2 separate regions of the Sus scrofa genome follow, and region 1 is linked to region 2. The links are chromatin contacts, called in public Hi-C maps. All regions are on one chromosome and are shown on one strand. The core of a region is the stretch at or near the end of the contact, and the rest is flanking DNA. Distances in the headings are between cores, read along the strand shown. Region 1 has its middle 49 kb from the start of TAGAP. Region 2 holds the start of TAGAP (T-cell activation RhoGTPase activating protein).

What was found. Hi-C and Micro-C count contacts between places; a contact is called where the count stands out from the background.
Region 1: a contact with region 2 is called in a Hi-C map of omental adipose tissue, with 1.8 times the contacts expected there. The contact joins the enhancer-like site here to the promoter of TAGAP in region 2. A contact is called at or near these places in 1 of 5 promoter capture datasets (liver), 19 of 47 Hi-C or Micro-C datasets (alveolar macrophages, blood, embryonic fibroblasts and 10 more) and 2 of 2 datasets of contacts at active chromatin or transcription factors (alveolar macrophages and skeletal muscle).

What each region holds. Positions count from the first base shown.
Region 1 is chr1:8,158,020-8,162,594 of Sscrofa11.1, forward strand. No RefSeq gene overlaps it. Among named protein-coding and RNA genes, the nearest start is that of TAGAP, 49 kb to the right of the region's middle. Within about 2 kb of position 1,817, at least 2 of the 83 cell types and tissues checked have an H3K27ac peak or open chromatin away from gene starts, as enhancers often do. A contact at or near this core is called in omental adipose tissue, where this site is marked.
Region 2 is chr1:8,207,822-8,212,427 of Sscrofa11.1, forward strand. TAGAP (T-cell activation RhoGTPase activating protein) reads left to right here and starts at 1,477. Exons shown (of 10, transcript NM_001243543.1): 1 at 1,477-1,587; 2 at 2,188-2,272; 3 at 2,360-2,413; 4 at 2,720-2,786; 5 at 4,402-4,568. The coding sequence starts at 2,246.

The DNA.
Region 1 (4,575 bases), core at 567-3,066, 49 kb before region 2:
AGAGAGCTGTTAGAGCCAGAGCAAGGCGCTGGGAGAGGAAGTGACCACCTGCGCCCCTGGAGAATTGGAGCTCCTTGAGGGTGGAAGTGACCTGGATTCTGATAGACAAGTGGGAGTTGGCCAGGCTGGCTGGGGCCACTGCCCATACAGGATGGCACGTCCCACAGGGCAGCCGGAGACGCCATCTGATTTCATGAACACAATGTATAATCACACAACCCGGGAGCCCTGTGTGCTGGAGGTAGTGGTCATGTACCTGCTTATAAAATTCCGATAGAACAGCGACACTTAAACAATCAGGAGACAGGAAGCCCTTTGAGAACCTGATTTTTTTTTAATGGCGTCCCCCTCCCCCCATGAAGCCACCCTCCAACGACGGCTTAGGAAATCCTCCCGCATAATAGGAAATCCTCCTGGACAACGCGCTTGGAAGCCAGCTAAGACCACAGGGACCCACAGCTACAGCAGAGGTTCACCTGGGCTAGCCATCCTGCTTCTGCCTCTGCAGGGCCACCCAAGTCTCTTTACACACTCACCCCAAGAAAAGTGTTAGGGTGATGAGACCTGGCAGCTGGAGCCCGCTGTCGTGGCAGAGCGATGCCGCGAAGCTGCAGCGGGAGGCCCTGGACCAGCTGACCTGCAGAGCGCATGCCTGCTTCCTGCCCCATGTGCGCATGTGCGGCGGCGCCAGGCTGCCCTCGGTGGGTGTTTGCGCTGAGCCCACAGCCGACCCCCGGGCTTACAGTGTGGACGGCTGAACACTCCGGCCACCGTCTTCAGGGAGGCTCTCTGGATGATTAGTCTAGGAGGAGATCCCCCAAATAAGCAAAGCCGAAAAGGCCAAAGCTCACATAGGCTAGAGTCTGAAGTCTGGTTTTCTCTCCTTCTGGTCGACGTGAATCTCTTCTGTTCCTCACGTCCCAGACCCATCTGTAAATACAGCTCGAGGATTCTGGCCCGATTCACGAGGCAGATGAGAATTTAAATCAAGTGAGGCAATGCAGGTGAAAGTACTCGGAATGCTAAACCCTCTGAAAGCCATGGGTTAATTTTAGAGAAAATATTAGAGAGCAAATGAGAATATTACAGAAAAAAGGGGGGGCATTTTACTATTACCCCCAAACAATATTTCAATATTAAAAAAAGCCAGACCCCCAGTAGAGAAAGAATAAATAGTAATCGTCATTTCCTATAGGATATCATAAATACACCTATTTTATATGTTTATTATACAATTTTTTGGGGGGGGAAGAGAAGGACCCTTGATATAATTACAGGTGAGAGTTAAGACATTTTTGCTTTGGTGGATCAGGTTCTCCTAGAACCCTGGCTGGCACATGTAGGTGTTAAATAAAGATGTTTTTATTATAAAAGAGTGCGCTGGCCTTGGAGAGGATGGGGGGAGAGGCTGCCTGCAAGGATCCTGGCCAGAGTGCGCTGGAACCGTGCTTAGTGTGGTTTTCTGCACCCACATGTGTCTGCTGAGAGCCAAGCCCACGATGGATTCTGGCTTCTCTGTGGTCCCACCCCCTGCTGCCTTCTCCCATCACTCCACAGCTCCCCACCGCCCACCCCTTGCTACAAGCTGGCTATGGGTGAGAAGCCAGTAAAGGGTAAGATAAATCCAGTGACCTCAGTGGAAAGCAAACCAAGCAAAGCAGTTCACATGTAGTCAACACCATCTTTGCTTCATTCATTCATTTGTTCATCCTGCAATTTCCACATCCAGGCACTATGCTGAAGGTGTAGATGAATCTGCACTGCAAGAGAGAAGACAGACAAGCAGGGAATTAGATGACAGAAGCTTGCAGGAGCCACCCAATCCAGACGACAGGTGGTCCCTGGAGTGAATGTGGAGGGGGCGTCTCAGAGAACAGCAGAAAGGCCAGGGCCAACCACCCAGAGCCCTGAGACTCTCAAAGGCACTGCAGGATTCTAAGGCTGGAAGTGGTTCAAACTTATACACTGACAAAATTCCCCAGATAGTTATATGGAAGATAGAGGGGTTCAGAGAGTCAGGGAAATTAAGATCTGAGGCAAGGAAACCGTGAGAAACTATTGAGTCATGCCAGCAACGTGCCACCAGCCCTTGAACTTCAGCAGTGGCAGCTAAGATGAAAAGGAAGGGGGTGAATGAGAAATACTTTGGCGGTGGAATTGGATACGTGGTGGAGAAAGAAAAGTCCTGATTCCAGCTTACATCCCAGTACTTGTCAACTATGCGATCTGCAGGTTACACCACTGAGCTTCAGTTTCCTCATCTGTAAAATGGGTCTAATTATGTAGGCCTGTTTTGAGGCTTGAAAAAGAATGAGAGTAAGAGATTAACCTGGCACTTAGCAGGTGTTGAATAAATGCCAGCCCCGTGGAAAGAGGATAACTCCTGCCATAGGTAGGAGTCAAATTTGAAAATAAATAGCAAGAAAACAGGAAGGAGCAGAGATGAGCTGCCTGGAACCCTGGAGTCTGGGGACTGGGCTTACACTTAGACTTCAGGAGAAACAACACTGAAACAGTGAAACTAGAGAGAGAGGTTTGCCCATGCCTCACTCAGAGCAGTTACCAAAAGCAGTTACCTTTTGGTAACTCCTCACTCAGAGCAGTTACCAAAAGCAGTTACCTTTTGGTAACTCCTCACTCAGAGCAGTTACAGTTACCTAACTCCTCAGAGCAGTTACCAAAAGCAGTTACCTTTTGGTAACTCCTCACTCAGAGCAGTTACCAAAAGCAGTTACCTTTTGGTAACTCCTCACTCAGAGCAGTTACCAAAAGCAGTTACCTTTTGGTAACTCCTCACTCAGAGCAGTTACCAAAAGTAGGTAACCTGGGGTTGTGAGGAATAGAAGCCTCAGGGCTCTGCTGCCTGTACACCCCGACCCTCCCTGGAAAAGGCGCTGCAGTTTTCAAGCTCAGGCTCCCTGCTGCTGAAATCAGTCTTAAAGCCCTCTGTTCCTTTGGGAAAGTCACCAGTCATTCGGAGAACCCCCAGATGCTTCATCAAGCTCCATTCCTTCTATCAAACCTAGAGACACAACGAAGGGAGTTCAGGTCAGAGGGTAGGACTAGAGTAGCCAGGCAGCCGCCCCTTCGGGTGAGCGGCACCTTTGAGCAAGCTCACTCCGCTGCCGCGCTACACTCACCGCTTTCTTCCCACCTTTCAAGCGTGCTCCCCAAGCTTGCTCAGGCCAGCCCTGACCCGGAACGCAGTGGGGCGCTCAGTATACCAGATCGTTTCCCAGGTCAGGTTCTGGGTAACGGATCTGGTCTCATCAATCGCGGGCAACCAGCACTTTCACTGTGAGAAGCCGCCATCCGGCCGGGCTCGGCCCCACTCTCCTCCGTTGGAAACTGATCAGCACATGGAAAGGCAGAGGGCAACGTTATTTCCACTCACCGTGTATTTGCTACATCACTGGTTTCCTATTTCAGTGCGTTTAAAAAATTTCCCCTGGGGTGAGAGCGCTGAGGCGCCTTTGTTGTGAAATATGGTTAACACGAGGTGCTTTTTTTTTTTTTTTTTTGCATGACGTCACTCAGACTGGGTCTCTGTGTAGGAAAATTAAAAAGCCCCGGTGAGCCTCCGGTCCTCTGGGATCTCAAAGAAATGCAAAAAAGAGGGAGGAGGCGGTTAAGGGGAAGAGCAATGAAAGGAAGGGTAAAAGAAAAGAAAACAGTGTCTAGACCAAGATTAAAATGTGGAAAAGCACTCAGCAGAGCAGCATTCTAAAAAAACCTTAGCTACTTCCTTTTATTAGTCATAGATTATCTATGTGTCCATAGTTTGTAAAGTTCAAATGGATAATTACTGGACAGATTTAGATGTTACCCTTATTATGCTTTATAAAATCATATTTAAAATATTCAAATATGTAGTTCAAATCTTCAGAAGCTCTTTATCATGTGAATGTTTTCATGTGCACTAAATCTGTAGGATGAATTGAGCCAGAGGTCAGAGTATTGCCCTTCTATTGTGTTTAAATAAGTAAATTCTTAAAATCAGTTGACATTGAATAAAATTTTGGCTTCCTCGTTTTTTAAATAATTGGCAGTAACACTGGGCCCACATTCTTACTTGGTGCCAGTGAGCCTACCCTTTGAACAGAGCATGACTTCTGCCATTTTCACAGTCCCCACTGCTCCCTATTTCTTTTCTGCCTGGCCCCTCAGGCATTTGAGGGTGCAGCCTCTGAGTCAGGCAGTGAAGCAGGCTCTGACGGTGTGACCAGACAGATAAAGTTGTGCTTTGTACTAGTGAGTCATTCTCTCTCAGTTATATGGAAATAATCAGGCATTTTTCTAAATAAACTCAAAGAAAACCAAGACATTTATTTTTAAACGATATATGTGTTTTTTTTTTAATGTAACCATAGTTGATTTACAATATTGTGTTAGTTTCGGATATACAGCTTCAGATTCTTTGTCATTATAGGTTATTACGAGATATTGAATCTAGTTCCCCATGCTATACAGTTAAGTCCTTGTTTATTTATCTATGTGGTGTGTGTCTGTTTATAGACAGAGTAGGGAGTTCTAGTTCCCAGTTCCTATGGTTTGAGTCCCAATTTCTCTACCCTC
Region 2 (4,606 bases), core at 227-2,726:
AGCGGCTCCCCGCCTCAGTTTCCCAGAGTCTGCCTGTCCAGACCTCCTCTTCGGGGTAAAGACGTAGCTCTGTCAAAGTGCAAACGGCTCCAGATTACAAGTGCTAAGAATAAAAAGGGTTTGGGAAGCCTTTCTTGAAGAATAAGCTACACACAGAAATGAGCCCCCGAGACTTACCGCACCCACATGGAGAGATGGGCTATCACAGAGCCCCTCTCTGACCCCTTGGAGTCACTACCCACCCCCAGGAAATGATTTTCTGGCTTCTAGTAGGTGAGTATAGGTGAACTTGGTCTTTGGGGGCTTTGCGTACAAGATACACTCTTAGGTCTGGCCTCTTTTACTCTGTTTTTGGGGTTTTTTTGTTTGTTTGTTTGTTTGTTTGTGAGCCCCAACCATGTCACTGAGTGCAGTTACAGACTGTTCATTCTCCTGAGACTCCACTGTGAGAATGTGTCCCAGTCCAGGTATCTGTTCTGCTGTGTCTGAGTCATTTCACCTGCAGCCTCAGGCCATAGCAAAGACCAAGGATTTGCTCTGATCCAGAAGGAGTGTCCGCAGGTGAAACTCACCATCTCCTTCCTACTTTCAAATGGTCTGACCACAGGAGTGTTTGCTTTTCTGCCCGTGTCAGGACTGGGGCTGACCTGACTACGACTTAAGGATGGGGTTGGAGAAAGCAGAGGTTCGCATGGTGACGGCTCCTCATTCCAGAGGAAGCAGACCTGGCTTTTTTTTTTTTTTTTTTGGTCTTTTTAGGGCTGCACCTGCAGCTTATGGAGGTTCCCAGCCTAGGGGTCCAATTAGAGCTGCGTCTTCGACCTACACCACAGCCACAGCAACACGGGATCCTTAACCCACTGAGCGAGGCCAGCGATCGAACCTGTGTCCTCATGGATGCTAGTCAGATTCGTTTCCACTGAGCCACGATGGGAACTCCAGACCTGGCTTTTGACGGTGGCTGTTTTTCAAAAGAGGCAGCGGGTGTCCTGGGCTTCTTGAAGGGACAACATCCCACACCCAGAGGGTGGTTATCAATGTCTGGTGACTAATGAGCAGGGGAGATGGTGAGTGGGAGGGGAGACGGCGCCCAAATAGAAGACGAGGAACAGGGGGGGCACCTGAAATTACCACTTCAGAAAACAAAGCGATGTTTACGTACAGAATAACACAATTTCTTATTCACACATCCCACCCATGACATTGATCAGACCCTTCACTTTATGGCCATATGTCATTTTTTCCACCCCTGGTAGTTCGCAGATGTTTTACTTTGAAGTGGAAGAAGCAAAAAAAAAAAAAAAAGGACCAGGGCTGCCCTAAAAGGAATGAGGAAGTGAGAGCTCTCCAGCGTCTGGCTGGCCGGGTCCGGGTCTGGGTGACAGCCCGTGATGTTCTTTCCGGTCTCAGTAAGATTCTGAATTTCCACCTGCCCGCCCCCTCGCCTTATAATGCAGAACACGTGAAGTTAGAGCCGTTCCGTCTCCTCTCTGACAGTGGATTAGTAGGAGCAGAGTGTCATGCTGTTTCTCCCATTTTCCTCAGTTCACGGGAGGTGAAAGAACTCTGGCTGGAGGCCCTCCGAGGGTGAGTACCGTAAATTAACGTGACGAGACCGTAAGCTGCCTAGCGGGTCCCTGAGCTGTAAGACTGTATCTAACAGAAAACGGCTCTACCGGCTCTACCGTGGAATATGCAACAAATACTTTTATAAAGAATAAACTCAGAAAGCTTGGCTTTAATGGGCAGCCTGCCCTTTGGGGGTACAGGGAATCTGTACATGTTAATCTTTGCTCTATGTCTAGTTTAAGTAGCATCCTAGGAATACGTTTTTTCCTTTTCTGATGAGACGAGAAAATCTGTGCCGAGCAATTAAAACAGCACCCTGACACAGAGTGAGCGCTCCAGGAAAAAAAAAAAAAATGTCAGTTGGTATTACAACTGTAATGCAGTTATCTCCTGATGAGAATGTAATAAATGAATAACAAAGTTTGGCAGGATGAAGGTATCAGGTTTAAAACATTGAGAAATTAGTGTGTTCAGATGCTGTGTTTAAATAACATAAGACATCTGGGAAAATTTTTCTACCTGATAGTTTCAAACTTCGTGTTTTGTCAGAGTGCCGCTGAAATTGGCCAACACATTCTGTGTAACCCTCCTAACTCTTTCCTGTATGACTTCTCGTAGACAGAGCCAAGGCCACACGGGAGCAAAATTCATCACTGGACAGTCAGCCCAAACTCTAATGAAGTTGACCAGCAGCTGCCATGCTGTATGTGCCCTTCTTACGTTTCTTAATTCATGTTTTTTCAAGGCAAGAGTCAAAGATGTTTCCCTAATTTAAGTTTTTCTCTTTTAGTCAAAAACACTAAATGCCAGTAATATGGAGACATTAATTGAATGCCAATCAGAGGTAAGAAAGCAGTTTTTAAAACTTTTTATCTGCACTGTGGGAAGATGAAAAGCTTTGTATTAATGGAATGTCATTTGTATTATTTAGTTATCAGGATGGAAAATCAATAGAATAAGTGTAGTGAATTAAGCACTAATATTAATTGAGATCTTATAGGATGACAAACAAGACTTTAATATGGATTCGAGAAGCTAGAAAAAAATTAGACTATTGACTAATTTTTGTTATGAATAAGATGTTGATTTGCGTGGAAAGACTGGGCAGATGTCTTCAATCATTATTTTAACTAAGATAAATATGTTTTAGGGTGATATCAAGGCACATCCTCTGTTGGCATCATGTGAGAGTGAAGATAGCATTTGCCAGCTAATCGGTGAGTTTTGAAAATATACTGATCTTTTATGTAAATGATAACAACAAAGGTTCTTGGTTTGCAAAACCACAGCGCTTTACTAGGAATTTTTTTTTTTGACATGTTCTTTTAAAGACCACAGAACATTAACCCTTAAGCGGCAGGAAGGCTCCAGCTCCCCAGAGAGCAGGTCAGGTGCTCTGGTGGGTGAGACCCTCCCGAGGCCACCCCCAGCTCTCCTGAGGGGTCCGAGTGTGGTTACAGATTCCTGGCCATTAAGGTTTGACAGTTGGAGCGTGCATACTTGTGGAACATACACAGTTGCCTTTTCCATGCTCTTCCTTCTCATATGGAGAGTGATTCTTTTAATTTGTCAGTTGCAGTTGATGTACAGTGTTTTGTCAGTTTCTGCTGTACAGCAAAGGGACCCTGTTATACACACACACATTCTTTTTTTCACATTATCCTCCATCCTGTTCCATCACAAGTGATGAGATATAGCTCCTTGGGCTAGACAGCAGGATCTCGCTGCTTATCCACTCCAAATGCAATAGTTTGCATCTGCTAACGCCCACCTCCGAGCCCCTCCCACTCCCTCTCCCTCTCCTGGAGAATGATTCTAAGAGCACAGGAAGCAATTGTTGCCCATCTCAAATCCCAAAGGACCCACCGTTCACTCTTACTTTTGCCACAATTCATTGTAACCCTGACCCAGTTCTCCTGAACTCTGAGGACAAGCCAGGTCTGTATCCATTCTCTTCCGTTTGCCAGTATAAAAAGTGTAGAAATATGTGCCAAGGCATTTGCAATATAGCTTTTACCACTGGCAAAAAAGGAGAAGGAAGGAGAGCGAGAAGAGAAGGAAGGAAACTTGGGAGATGTTGCACCCACTGAATATCCCTTCAGTGGAAGGGCCCTTGAGGCACAGAATCGTGAGAATATCCTAAAGGAAAGAAATAGGAAACGGTATTTTGAAAGGATGGAATATCTTGATCAAGTTTTACCGAGAATTCACAGTTTCCAGGTCTAAGTTCAAACCTTCCCGCCTGCCCGGCCTTGGAGCACCCCGCCCGCCACCCCTCGGGCGAAACCCTGGAAGCGCCTGCGGGTGACTTCGTGACGTAGCTCCCTCTAGTGGAGGGTGCCGGCATGGCCACTGAGGTCAGTGGCCCGCGGGCGAAGGGCCTTCAAACCGGCCTTGAGCAAATCGCTTCCTCTTCCTCTAAGTTTCGTTTTCTTCACTCCTCAAAGGAGCAAAGTGAAACAATCTGTTTCACCTCAGAAATATCCACCGTGGTTATTAAGGGCAATATGTTAAAACGGTTGTTTATGACCTATTTAATTAGGTTTTGCCCATTTTCTGCAGCAAAGAGCTGATGAAGAGTAAAAACAGGAAAGGTGGAGACTTTGAGGAACCTTGGTGTTGATGTTTAGGGGCTGGTTGCCCTGGTAACAGGGTGGTGGTTTTTCGGGTTGATTTCTCTAGATTAAGATTCACACCCTTCGCTTCCTCCGTTCTTCAAAAACGATTCCCCCACATGGCAAACCTTAGTGGACTGTATCTGTTGTCTTATCTGGATCCCTGTGTATCAGTATTTGAATCTGATTTCTCTTTGCCTTGTTTTTGTGGCTGTAGAAATTAAGAAGAGAAAGAAGGTGCTGTCCTGGCTCTTTCTCCTGAGAAGGCTTTCTCCCTCCTCAGACTTTTCTGGAGCTTCAGAGACGGAGTTGAAGACGTCACTGTTTGCTCAGCCCTTGTCGGCTCTCTGCAGCGACGAGGACACGCTCCCCAGACCCATTCAGGTAGGCGCACGCTCACTCCTGACACTGCTTCAGAAAAA